Linked DNA regions of Mus musculus: all the other regions are linked to region 3. The links are chromatin contacts, called in public HiChIP or PLAC-seq and promoter capture Hi-C maps. All regions are on one chromosome and are shown on one strand. The core of a region is the stretch at or near the end of the contact, and the rest is flanking DNA. Distances in the headings are between cores, read along the strand shown. Region 1 holds the start of Ggt7 (gamma-glutamyltransferase 7). Region 2 holds the start of Necab3 (N-terminal EF-hand calcium binding protein 3). Region 3 overlaps a (nonagouti).

Region 1 (4,102 bases), core at 1,063-3,562, 460 kb before region 3:
TTAAAATACAAGGTCTATGCAATATAAAATAATACAAGTATAAAGAGGAAAAATTACATTCTTTAATTCACCTAAGTACACACCTATCTGCCACAAATTGAGTTTACTTCCCTCTGGCGTCCCTCTATCCTCTTCACCCAAAAGGAAGCCGAGCAGGACACCCTCCACTTCCTTCCTACAGTTATCACCAAGGACTACCTCATCTTACAATTCAGACTGTCAAAACAAGGATCTTTAATTATTTAGCTACAAGAGTGAATCTGAGGTCTGAAGCAGCCAGCTCCTGCCATTTAATGTCTACTTAGGGCTTGTGACCCATCAACTCACCTGCTACACTGATCTTTGTCCAACTGACCATATGCTTAGCCCACCCTAAACTGAAAAACACATGCTCAGACATATGATCCAGAGCCAACCCAATCCTGAGGGGAGGTTTTAAGGCTCACTAAGCACATACAGACCTTGTAGAATAGACAAGGGTCTCAGCGAGGGAACAGATACTTTCTCAAGGAGACATCAACCCCTCTGAACAAATACACACTTCATTGAAATTGCACAAACTATATTAAGAAGGCAGAGCTTTTTCTGGAGGTCTCAGACCCCTCGGAAAAGCCCTGCTTATAGGATGCAGATGGCATTACCAGGCTAAGAAACAGGCTTTCCTCTAGGAGATAAAGACTTCACTAAAGATATCTGAACCCCGATGAGAGGGTTCAGTCCTCACTGAGGGCCTTCTACATACACTGACGGAGTGGACAGCACTCAGGCCACACAGATCTCATTGGCGACAAAACTCTCATTGGAATAGAAGGAGTCACAGAAACAATGATCGCTATAGACTCCAACAATAAGAACCTCTGTATGGGGAAGAAGGCATAAATAAGTTTGCCTATTGATCTGAAGACCACCATCCCTTATTCCCAATTCCACTGCCCAGCTCTGACCCTCCATTCTTCCTAAACCTTTCTCCTGCAACTGTTCCCTATCTACTGCTGCCCCCTGCTGTCTATAAGTAGCACTGCAGCTCCATGATCCATGGTAAATGCTAAAACAGTTCAAGTCACACTGAGCCTGGAGCCAGGGACCAGGAAAGAAAGGAATATTGTGTGTCCACAGCTTCACCAATCCCATCTCCCTACTTGTGGACTGAATAGTAGAAGTTTGGACTTATAACTATCATTCTTGGAGCTAGGAGAGTGGTTCCAGAGATGGGCTTGGCAAGTACAGAAACACATTCTCCTTCTTACCTTCCCCTCTTCTTTCTTTGTTTCTTTCCTCCTCCTCCTCCTCCTCCTCCTCCTCCTCCTCCTCCTCCTCCTCCTCCTCCTCCTCCTCCTCCTCCTCTTCCTCCTCCTCCTCTCCTTTTTTCTTCTTTTGATGCTGTGTGTCAAACCCTCACACAGACAAGCACTCTACCAAGGAGTTACTTCCTAAGTTCTTAGCCGTCTATCCTTCCCATCCCACCGCCCTGCTCTACCACACCATTATTACTTCTTTTACTTTAACTTCAGAACCACATCAAGCATTCTTTAAAATGCCAAAGAATATTAAGGTTCCAAAGGCCATGCTCTGGCCTACTGAATCGCTTTTCCTGGAGTGGAATCTGAGGATTTGCTTCTAAAGATTTTAAAGTTGGGGGTGGGCTTTCAGGAAGGGCCAATCTCCTATGCTGATACATCAGGGCAGTTCCAGAAGGAGTTGGGGTTTAAAAGAGAAATGTGAGCAATCTGGGGGAGGGAGGGCACAGGAAGGAGTGTGAGATCAAAAGAGAGGTTCAAGAGGGGCCTGCAGGTGAAAAAGCAGTCAGGATGAAGTAGGGGTTGGAGATTGAAAAGGAATCTTGGGATGAAATGAAGTCAGAGTCGTAAGTCAAAAAGAACACTGCGGGTATGAAGAGTAAGTAGTCTTAGTGGGGTCGGAAAAGTAGTTTGAGATCAGAAGAGGGGAATCTTGGCGACCACAGAGAAATTTGGAGTCCAGGAAGTGAGTGGTCCGAAGAGGATCTGAAATCAAAGAGAAATTTGCGCTCAAAAGTCAGTCTGTGGTTCTAGAAGCATATGGAATCTGGGCTGGATTCAGACTGGAAGGAGGAAGGGCCAGGGATTGTTTGAGGATCCCAGAGTAGCGTCTTCATCCTGGCAACCTTCCACTGTCCTCTGGGCTCCCATCCTCCTGCACCTGCCTGCAGGCTGCAATCAGTAGACTTTAAGCAGGCGGGGGCGAGTCATACTAGGACACTGCTGACGGTGGGGGCGCCCCCTCCCGGCTGTCCAGGAGCTCAGACCCCGCCCTCCGCCCTCGCACCCCCCTCTTCACTGCCACTTCCGGCAGGCGCTGCGCTGCTGGGGGTTAGGGCGAGGATGGCGGCTGAGAACGAGGCTAGCCAGGAGAGCGCCCTAGGCGCCTACTCACCAGTGGACTATATGAGCATCACCAGCTTCCCGAGGCTGCCGGAGGACGAGCCAGCGCCTGCGGCCCCACTGAGGGGCCGTAAGGACGAGGACGCCTTCTTGGGAGACCCGGATACTGGTGAGGCCCTCTGGCCCCATCCCTGCCCCGCCTTGGGGGGTTGAGGGTGGGGGCTGGTGTCCTGGTCCTCCTCCTCCTGTTCTGAGCATCCATTTCCAATCTCCCATCTCCTTCATTCATCCTCTGCATCCTGGACCTCTCCCCTTCTTCCTCAGCCCTGTTAACTGTCTGGTGGGAAAGGGGGTATTTTTGCCTTGGAGGCGTAGGATGCGACACGGGAGGGGATGCAAGGACTGCAGCAGGAGAGATTATGATTACCTTTTAGGAAGAACCTATTGAGAAAAAAGGGATGCTGGAGGGGAGAGCCTAAAGAACAGCTGTGGTCACCTAGTAAAAGCTTTTCTCTAGCCACAGAGGACAGGATAGAAAAGCCAAGTAGGAGACTGCAGCAGGCGGGATGGAGTCTAGATCTTCAGGAGAACTTCACCATAGCCAGGGATTATGGGAAGCAGAGTGTCCCGAGAAGAGCTGAGAATCTATCTCTTCATGTCCAGAGAGGGGTAAAGAAAATGTGATTCCTCTCTGTCTGGGGATTCTGGGTATTGGGAGACAAGGGGATGGACGGCATGACCTCTCAAAGTCCTTGGGGACTACAGTGCCTTTGCTGTTCTGTGGATTACCCTACCCCTTCCAGAGATGGGGATCTGGCCCGGATGTTAGTCAGGTCGGTAGGAGCTTCTGGTCAGCAACAAGATCTGTGTTCTCCACCCTCTGCTGAAACTGAAGGAGATGGAGTTTGGGAAGGAAGCTGGGCTTGAGAGAGGGAGCTGGGGACCAAGAGATCCGTTGGTATTCCTCCCCTATTGCTATCTCTCCTGCCCATGTGGTCCAGCTCTGTGCTCCCCACCATTCTTTATCCAGCATCCCTCTGCCCTCTTTCCTTCAACGTCACTTCCTGGCACCAGAGCATTCTTCTGCTCCCTGACTTCCTCCTGGTGGTGCCTGCACTTGAGCTATATCCCTGTCTATACCGGAGGATGCTGCTCCGGCCCTTTCTAGCCTGGCTCTTCCATTGTCACTCCCAGCCTGGCGACTGAAATCCTCTCCTCTGCTTCCTGACCACCAGAACCCACCAGCCTGACTGGATCTCACTTTACCTGTGATGGGATTAAGAATGGGCTGTGTAGACTTTGGGACCTCAAATGTCAGAGCTGCCTGTCAAAACTAATTTTCTTGGGGGGGGGGCGCAGGGTAGCCTTGGCGGTACAAGAGTGGATGTGGGAAAGGATGTCCTGGTGGAACCTTCTGGTCATCTATTGACACCAGCCACCTGGTCAATTTGGGTTTTCTATTCAGAGATTAAGAGCAGTACAGCCGTGACTTACTACAGTTTAGTGGGTGTGCCTACCCTGTACTGGGCTTTCCTTTTCTCCTCCACCTCTATAAAGCATATCCAGATAACAAAGCAGGACCTTTGATCTGTCTTCTTCTGGCCCCCGTTAAAGGTCACTGCTTTATTAAAAAGCCTGTGGTTATTTATTTGGGCTTACTGTTGTCTATGAGGCCTCGAAAAGCAGGGAGTGTGGCTTTTTCATCCACTATTCTTTCTCCAGAATTCAGCACAGTGTTGGGC
Region 2 (4,081 bases), core at 1,500-3,999, 490 kb after region 3:
AGATAGTCTCACTGTTGAGAAAGTTGAAGTTTAGTAATGAGATTCTGGGCAGCTACTATGGGCCAGGTGGTGGGATGAGGGTGTCAAAAAGGAGTGACTGGGGAGGCGTATGTGAGTCAGTGGTCCTTGACTCCCCCAACCCTGGCCTATGTGACCTGCCAGGACCTTCGCAGCATTGCAGACCCTGCAGAACAGATGGTCATAGTGATCAAGGCCCCTCCTGAGACCCAACTACAAGCTGTGGATTCTTCAGAGGTGAGACTAAGGACCCTAAGCCTTTCCAAGACAGGGAGGCTGGGCTGGTGCTCACCTAGGCCTTACCTATCTATCCTGCCTGCTGCCTCCACCCAGACATTTCAGATCTCCCTTAAGAGCAAACAAGGCCCCATTGATGTTTTCCTGTGCCCGGAGGAGAGTGCAGACGGGATTAGCCCTGGGAAGACCTCATGCCAGGAGACATCCTCTGGGGAGGACCGGACTGCAGACTCTGGCCCAGCAGGGCCTCCACCATCACCTCCCTCCACATCCCCAGCCTTGGATCCCAGTCAATCCCTGTTGGGCCTGGAGCAAGGTAGGTAGGGCCAGGGTTTGTAGTATTTGGCAGGCACTCATGGCAGCCCCTCTCCTGCTGGGCCTCTCCTAACTTGTAATGCCTCCTTTCTCCAGAAGCAGTATTGCCACGGATGGGCCACCTGAGGGTCCCTATGGAAGAGGACCAACTGTCACCACTGGTGGCTGCTGACTCACTCCTGGAGCATGTTAAAGAAGACTTCTCTGGGCTCCTCCCTGGGGAGTTCATCAGCCTCTCCCCACCCCACGAGGCCCTTGACTATCACTTTGGTCTCGAGGAGGGTGAGGGCATTAGAGATCTCTTTGACTGTGACTTTGGGGACCTGACCCCTCTGGATTTCTGACAGAAGCCTAGGGATTCAGGGTGTCTGGAGATGCCCACCTGTCTGCAGCTTTGGAGCCTCCTGCCCTGGGCCATCCTTCCTGCCTCATTGGAATAGCACGATCCATACCCTCTGTCCCAATAGCTTCTAGCTCTGGGGTTTGGTTGCTGCCACATTGAGCAGACCAAAATGGGAAGGATGTTGTACAGTGTGTGTGCATGCACCCCACACTGCGCACTGTGTGCCTGGGGTGTGTGTCTGAGTGTGTGTGTGTGTGTGTGTGTGTGAGTGTGTGTGTGTGTGTGTGTGAGTGTGTGTGTGTGTGTGTGTGTGTGTGTGTGTGTGTGTGTGTGTGTATGTATGTGTATGTGCACGTGTGCCCGGGAATGAAGGTGAACACATCTGTATGTGTGCTGCAGACACATCCTGGTGTGTCCACATGTGTGCATGGATCCATGTGTGCGCATTGGGGTGGGGGTGGGCTCTAACTGCACTTTTGGTGTCCTTGCTGCAGGGGCCCTGTGAGGCCCAGGGTGGCTGCCTGCTTTCAGAATCCTGTGTGTCAGCCAGGCCGGGTGGTACAGCTTGCCTGGCTGGGTTTGCAGGGCAGCAAGAGCACTGCTTAAAAGTTTTCCGATCGAAGCTTTAATGGAGCGTTTATTTATTTATCGAGGCCTCTGGCAAGCCTGGGGGGATAAGCAAAGGGTGGGGGGCATGGGTGATACCTTAAGTCCCTGTTCTCTGAAGCAAGGGCAGGATCCCTACCCAAGAGTTGCTGAGGCCCAAGCAGTTTATTTATTGGGAAAGGGAGAGGGAGACAGACTGACAGCCATGGATGGGCTGGAGAAACAGTCCCTTTGTACCAGTACTCCAGCCGCATGTATCCAGGGGATCTGAGATGGGGAGGGTACGTGAGGGCCTTGGCTGACTGCGGCCAGGAGGGGTGGGTATGCGTCCTTCCTATGGCTGGAGTGCTCCTCTGCTGTCCTCCCCACCCTCCAGTCTGCACTTTGATTTGTTTCCTAACAGTTCTGTTCCCTCCTGCTTTGATTTTAATAAATGTTTTGATGGTGTTAGGGCTGGGTTTGAAACTCTCCGCCAGCCAGAGTGAGGCTAGTGTTGGAGGGAATGTTCACTCCCTCTTCCTATCTGACTTAATTTCCTTTCAGTTTGTAACCCCTTGAGAAGAAAACTGACCCAATGGTGGGTAGGGAGTTATGCTTGGGACCTAAGTACAGAAGAGGGAGCGTCAGAGTCAGCTTGCTGTGCACCTTCTGAACATTAGTAAAGATGCAACACAGTGAACTGTGTTTGTGTCGAATGCTTTCCTGTGTGTATGTGCGTGGGCCTACGCTTGCAGCTGCTGTTCCCTCCCTATAGGCCTTGTAAGTAGAAGACCAGGGAGAGTTTCCTGAAAGGTGCTGGGGCAGAGATCTGGGAGAAGGAAGGGGTGATTGGCAATCCATGACTTGTGTTAAAGCATAGATGGAAGTCCTCTGAGCTGAGCATCTACAAAGCTTACTTCTTTACAACCTGGGGGCTAAGGGGGAAGGCTATTATCCTCATTTGACAGGGAAGTGCAGATGTCCAGATATAAAACGCTTGTGGGTCTGATCTATTAGGGCTCCTGCACTTAGAGCTTTGCCTGCCCACACCCGACTGGGTGGAGCGCCGGTTCCTGTGGGACTCCTGGCAAGATGTCATTGCCAGTGACTTCTGGGGTGACTCCTTTTGGAAGCCTCTTCCAGGCGGGGAAACCGAGGCCAGGTGGGGGCGGGGCCATGCTTGGGCCAATGGGCGCGCGCCCCGCCCCCAGCCAGCCTGGGCGGCCTGGTAACCGCAACCCGCAGCCTTGCAAGCCTCCGAGCCATGGCGTGCGCCGGGCTGCTTACTGTGTGCCTGCTCGGGCCACCTGCGCCCCAGCAGCCGCGACACTCTGCGCCTGCCGCGGGACACGCGCTTTTCCAGGACGTGAGTGGGGCACCGGCGGGCGGGCATCAGGCTCCCTAGGTCTCAGTCTTCCATGTCCCTGTCTCTCCCTCCACATCTGTTGGTCCTGCTTCGGTCCCTCTCCTAGACTATCTGTGACCCTGCTGTTGTGATCCTCCTGCCTTTTTGTCTTCCTGCCATTGCATTTCTTGTGCTGTCTGTGCCGCTCCGTGTCTCTCCTTGTCTCTCAGCAGTACTGCCCCTCACCCTAATTGTGTCCACTGGGGCTGGGGACTGCCAACACTCAGTCACAGCAGCCTGCTCCATGGCAGCCCCGGCTGGGCTGATAGGACAGGGGAGCCTACCTAGACCTTGAAGGAGCTCTGTCCTGCCCCGGAAGCCTCAGGCCTGATCAAGGGTGGCAGAGTCTTACAGTTGGTAAGGGACTCCTCTCATGGGCAGCAGGTGGCCTTGAGCCCCCTTTTGTAGATGTAGAGCATCCTACCCTGTCTCAGATCGCTGTGCAATCTTCCTGTGCTACCTTACCTAGCTAGAGGCAAAACTCCAAGTGCAGGAGCCCTAGCTCTGAGCGCCTCTCTTTCCCCCTTCTACTATGTGCTCAGCAAGTCCTGGCTCTCTTCTGCCCCTATTCTAGAAGTCCCTGCCAGTGTAAGAGGCTGTTGTGCCCCCTCCCCAATGCCCTAGTGACTCAGCACCTTGACCATGGTCCTTCAAGCCTGAGGAGGCATGTTTCAGGTCAGGAGGCACCCTGGGGTATGAATGGAGTATCTTCATTCAAGCTTAGCTCTCCTGCCCCACTCCCATCCAAATTACCCCAGCCCGGCTGCGTTGAGCTGCTGTGTGATCCCAATCCAGTAGCAGCCCTTTCTCTGAGTCAGCCTAAGGGTTATATTGGTTGATTAGCCTAGTGACCCTGAGGGAGTTGGGTGGAAGAGTTTAGCATTCAGGACCCTGGGCTCTATGAGTTCTGTCTAGGCTTTGAACTTGTCTGTTTCATCATTGCCTCTACAAATAAAATCTACGGGCCGTTGCCACCCTCCTTGTTCCTTACACAAATGTGTACACACAGATGCCCACAGTCTTCATGATGAATTGGCCTTATAAGAGGTCCCAGCCCTGAAAGGGTTAAACTCTAAGCTGCTCCCTCACATACTAGTGGGAAAACCAGAACACCCAAAATAAGCAGGCACAAGGGAAAGAGCCTGTTCAGTGAGGGTAGGTGGAGAATAGTGTGTGGA
Region 3 (4,133 bases), core at 1,568-4,067:
TTTTTTTTTTTTTTTTTTTTGAGACAGGGTTTCTCTGTGTAGCCCTGGCTGTCCTGGAACTCACTTTGTAGACCAGGCTGACCTCGAACTCAGAAATCTGCCTGCCTCTGCCTCCCAAGTGCTGGAATTAAAGGCGTGTGCCACCACACCTGGCTGATTTTAGGACTCTTAAAGCTTCTAGAGAAATTCCGAAAGAGAAGACTCTCAGCATCTCAAAGCTGAAGGAAGACTTGGGCAGGGATCAGAGTTGATGGGCATATGAGCTAAGTGTGTGGGAAGAGATCCCAGACCCTAAGAATTGTTTTTGCCTCTGAGGATCAGTGGCCAAGACCCACTGGGCTGGTAAGCTCTGTAGGGACAATATCCACATTGGAGTTTTTCATTCAAGTGGTTACAGTACCTGACACACAGTAGGTGGTCAATACACATGTGCTAATGAGGGAACTGCTGGATTAGTCGTTCAAACCCAGTAATTCAATGACTGTTACTAAAGGGCTGTGTGGGGTGGTGGCACTTGCTTAGGTCCCAGCAGTGGGAGGCAGAGGCATGACAATCTTTAGTTTGATGCCAGCCTGGTCTACACAGCTAGTTCTAGGCCAGTCAAAGCTACACACAGTGGTATTTTTGTCTCAAAACAAAACCAAAATTAACAAGCCTGCGTAAACAGGCTGAGGGTGGGACTTTGTGTCCCAGCTTCACTGCTGGGAGATAGTACCTGGTCGATAAACAGTGTCAGGAAAACACAGGCACAGTTGTTGCAATGTGTTCCCAATATTCTCATTACTGGTGACACTTACTCAGCAGCAGCTGTCATGCAAGGAACAAAATGTTCTTGCCTTCTGGGTTTGCAGGCCAAATGACAGAAAACAGAACAAGCAACTGGCAGGTTCTCTGTGAGTGTGTGTGTGTAGCTGTGTTAAGGCATAGAGAAATAACAACTTCCTGGAGTTTTACAAGAACAGCAGGAATTAGTGTTTCTCATTTTAAAGATAAGTATAAGACAGCTCAGGGAGACACACAAGGACTTTCCCAGGGTCAGCACTGTGTAGGCAGCTTTGCCTGGACCACCTGTCTTTTCTTGTGTCCTGTCCAGGTGGTGGTTCGGTAAAGGTGTTGGCTTCCATTGTTTCCACACTAGTAAGTATGCCACCAAAGGCACAACCTGGGTCTTTATTTGGGAAGGTCGGAGGCAAGAAGGGGGATCTGAAGGAGATAAATAAATTTGTATTTATCATAGATATTTTTGTATGATGTGTTTGAGAGTGCATGTATATTGTAGCAGTTAGACATCTCTGGAGTCTCTTTTACATGGGGCTTGGCATGCTTGTGAGCCATCTTGTCAGCCTGTTTAAGGCATTTGAAAGAATAATGGCAAACAGACACAAAGGCCTGAAAGACTGATCCTGTATCAGACCTTATGCCTCACTGTACACACACACACACACACACACACACACACACACACACACAAACACACCCCTCTTGCTCCCTCCCCCTCTCTAGTTATCAGTGCTGAGATAAGATAACTTCTCTATGGAATCTTTTTTGGGGGTGGGGGTGGTCAGGCCTTTTTGTTTTCTTTTGGTATTGCTAGTGTAGTAATTTGCAGGGGTAGAGTAGGGGCAACTTAGACTAGGGAAGGAGCTCTGTGCTGCACACTTTCTTCTCAGCCTTTCTTCCTAGCACTATGTGCACAGCTCCATAGCCTCCTCCACAAGTAGACGACATTGTCTATAGCCCTTCCTCTAGTCTCAAAGGGCGTCCATTTGCCCCTCCCTGCTGGTCCTTCCTTACCGAGCCCTGCTTCCCAAACTCTTGACTCCTTCCTGCGAGTGTTCTACCTCGCGCAGTTCTTTCAAAATTACATCACCACACCTCAGCTTCTTACAGACTGAGACTCTGAGGGACTTCAGGAAACAGTCTGGAACATTTTTGGCAATTGGTCCTTAATAATTTCGCTCGATTGCTGCTTTTCAGCCCCATCCCCACTCCCAACCCCCACACTTTCTTACTGGTCAACGGAACTAGGGTGAAGATTGAGGAAGGCTATCTAAAATTTTGTGTCTTTGGGAGTCTAAGCTCAAGATTTTTAGAATTAAAAAAAAAAAGGCTGGGACTACTGCCTGGCGTAAGAAAAACTCTCAGGTCCAAACATCCGTGTGCCCTTGTGACTAAAAGAGGAGTGGGTTTGGGTGGTGACTTTGATTGAGAGCCTCTTAAAAGTTCTGGAATCCTCAACCCAAATCCTTTTGGATTTAGAAAGCCATTGCAAATGCACGGTCCCGCCTCCCCTCGCCCACCCGGCTGAGACTGCTAATGGAATTCTGAACATCTTAAGATTTTTGTGCTCCCGCTTAAGAGAATGGGTGAAAAGACTGGAAGGTGGTTCCCTAATGGCTTCTTTCCCTTAGTTTGGAGGCAGCCTAGACACTGGCAGACTGGAAGGAACTGCCAACATTGTGCCCATCCCTAAGATGCAGCAACAGCAACCACGCGAGCAGCTGTAGGCGCTATGTAGTTTCCCTATGGGCAAGAGTGGCTGGCGCGTGCGCAGACTGCGGGGTATCCGCAAGGACCAGACTCTATAATGGAAAGCGGCCGGAAGCTTTCGGCTTTTAAAAGAAATAGTCACACTTCCTCGGCAGCCTAAAAATATTATTGTATTCTGATTTTAGCTTCCACTAGGTTTCCTAGAAAACCGGTTTTTTGAAAGCGCCCACAAGTCACAACCACTGACCACGCCCACCCACAAGCCCCACCCACAGAGACCCGCCCCTCAGCCTAGAAGCGCGGGACCCTGAAGCCCCGCCCAATCACCCGTTCCCGAAGCTGCGCGCGCAGCGAAGAAGCTGCGTCAGCAGTTGGGGTTGAGTACTCGACAGGTGCAGGCGCTGCCGAAGAAACGGCACTGGCAGGAGGCGCACGGGTCGCAGCAGGCGGGTGCGGGTGGCTTGCAGCTGTCGCGGGTGGCCACGCAGGGCGAAGGTGGCGGGGGCCTTGCCACCTTCTTCATCGAAGCCTTTTTCTGTAGGAGAGACGTTGAGGACTACTGAACGGGCTACGCCATCCTGCGATGCTCATGTACTGTGGAGGTCCAGGACCAGAGACCTCTGCCCCCCTTTTTTTTCATGCACACAGGGCATCCCAGTGGGTCCTTGCCCTCCACCCCAACCTGCACATCGCCTTCATCTTCAAGCTTACCTAGCTCTGACCTGGCCCTTTTCTTAGGCCCCACTTAGCCCCAATTTTAAACAACCTTCCGGTTTGAAGCCTGTCACCATCCGTGTTATCCATTGCCCCTGGGTTAGGCCACTCACTGTCTTCTTTCCCTTAGCCACCCTGTCCTCTAGAGTTAACATCCTCCAGTGGCCAAAGAAGGCCCTTCCTATGACCTCATCGTCCGCTTAAGGGCTCCCAGTGATTTCTCTAGGGAGAAACAAACTTCCTTTTGGCCCTGGAGGACTCCTGTGTTTGGCATCTGTCCTTTGGGCTAGCTACCCCATAGCCTAGAGACATTCTAGCACTGGTAGTCAGGTCCTGTGTGCTGAGGAACCGAGTTTTCTATTTAAGTGTAACGTAAACATATATTTTCCTGTTAAACATAAATACTAGGTCCACATTTAGCGTTGGAATTGATGTGTGCAGTGACAGCTATTTACCAGATTTTAAAGACTGCACAAAAGTAACTTTAAAAAAATTTTTAGATGTTGAAATAGTAATACTTTATACCGAGTTTTAAATATTGTTAGTCTTTTAAGGCAGCTATTAGAAAATACAAAATTATACATTTATGGCTTATACTGTGTTTCTACTGGACATTGCTCTAGATTACTAATTTTTTTTGTTTAATGCTACTTCTCTAGGCTTTCCCCATGCTTTAATTCCTTTACAGTATGTATCATATAAGACTTTAGATTTCTTTATTGATTTACTTGAAGGCTGGTTTCCCCACTCAGACGTAAGCTCCACACAGCTATAATCTCTTGTTTACTGCTGTATTGCCAGCACCTAGCATGTATATGTATTTTGTTCAGTGCTCCCTGCTTTGGTTATAGTTGATCCAATTAATTGAGCCACACTACACAGGAATAGTATGTGCATTTCAACAATGCCTCAATCTGCTATTTATCAGA

Evidence for each region. Promoter capture Hi-C pulls out the DNA fragments that hold promoters and counts their contacts. HiChIP or PLAC-seq counts read pairs in DNA pulled down with a chosen protein or histone mark.
Region 1: a promoter capture Hi-C map of pre-B cells shows a contact between it and region 3, with 2.6 times the contacts expected there. The contact joins the promoter of Ggt7 here to the enhancer-like site in region 3. A contact is called at or near these places in 1 of 39 promoter capture datasets (pre-B cells), 1 of 115 datasets of contacts at active chromatin or transcription factors (bone marrow-derived macrophages) and 2 of 9 other capture datasets (liver and macrophages).
Region 2: a contact with region 3 is called in an H3K4me3 HiChIP or PLAC-seq map of embryonic limb bud, with 4 times the contacts expected there. The contact joins the promoter of Necab3 here to the enhancer-like site in region 3. A contact is called at or near these places in 4 of 39 promoter capture datasets (erythroid cells, liver and pre-B cells), 1 of 484 Hi-C or Micro-C datasets (brown adipocytes) and 2 of 115 datasets of contacts at active chromatin or transcription factors (bone marrow-derived macrophages and embryonic limb bud).

Annotation. Positions count from the first base shown.
Region 1 is chr2:155,513,056-155,517,157 of GRCm38.p6, reverse strand. Ggt7 (gamma-glutamyltransferase 7) reads left to right here and starts at 2,312. Exons shown (of 15, transcript NM_144786.2): 1 at 2,312-2,529. The coding sequence starts at 2,361.
Region 2 is chr2:154,557,521-154,561,601 of GRCm38.p6, reverse strand. It overlaps Necab3 (N-terminal EF-hand calcium binding protein 3), which reads left to right and starts at 2,749. Exons shown (of 13, transcript NM_021546.3): 1 at 2,749-2,864. The coding sequence starts at 2,763. E2f1 (E2F transcription factor 1) reads left to right here. Exons shown (of 7, transcript NM_007891.5): 5 at 141-255; 6 at 352-571; 7 at 667-2,202. The coding sequence ends at 914.
Region 3 is chr2:155,049,520-155,053,652 of GRCm38.p6, reverse strand. a (nonagouti) reads right to left here. Exons shown (of 4, transcript NM_015770.3): 4 at 2,641-3,025. The coding sequence ends at 2,855. Among named protein-coding and RNA genes, the nearest start is that of Gm39965, 5.9 kb to the right of the region's middle. Within about 2 kb of position 2,817, at least 406 of the 459 cell types and tissues checked have an H3K27ac peak or open chromatin away from gene starts, as enhancers often do. A contact at or near this core is called in bone marrow-derived macrophages, brown adipocytes, embryonic limb bud and 4 more, where this site is marked.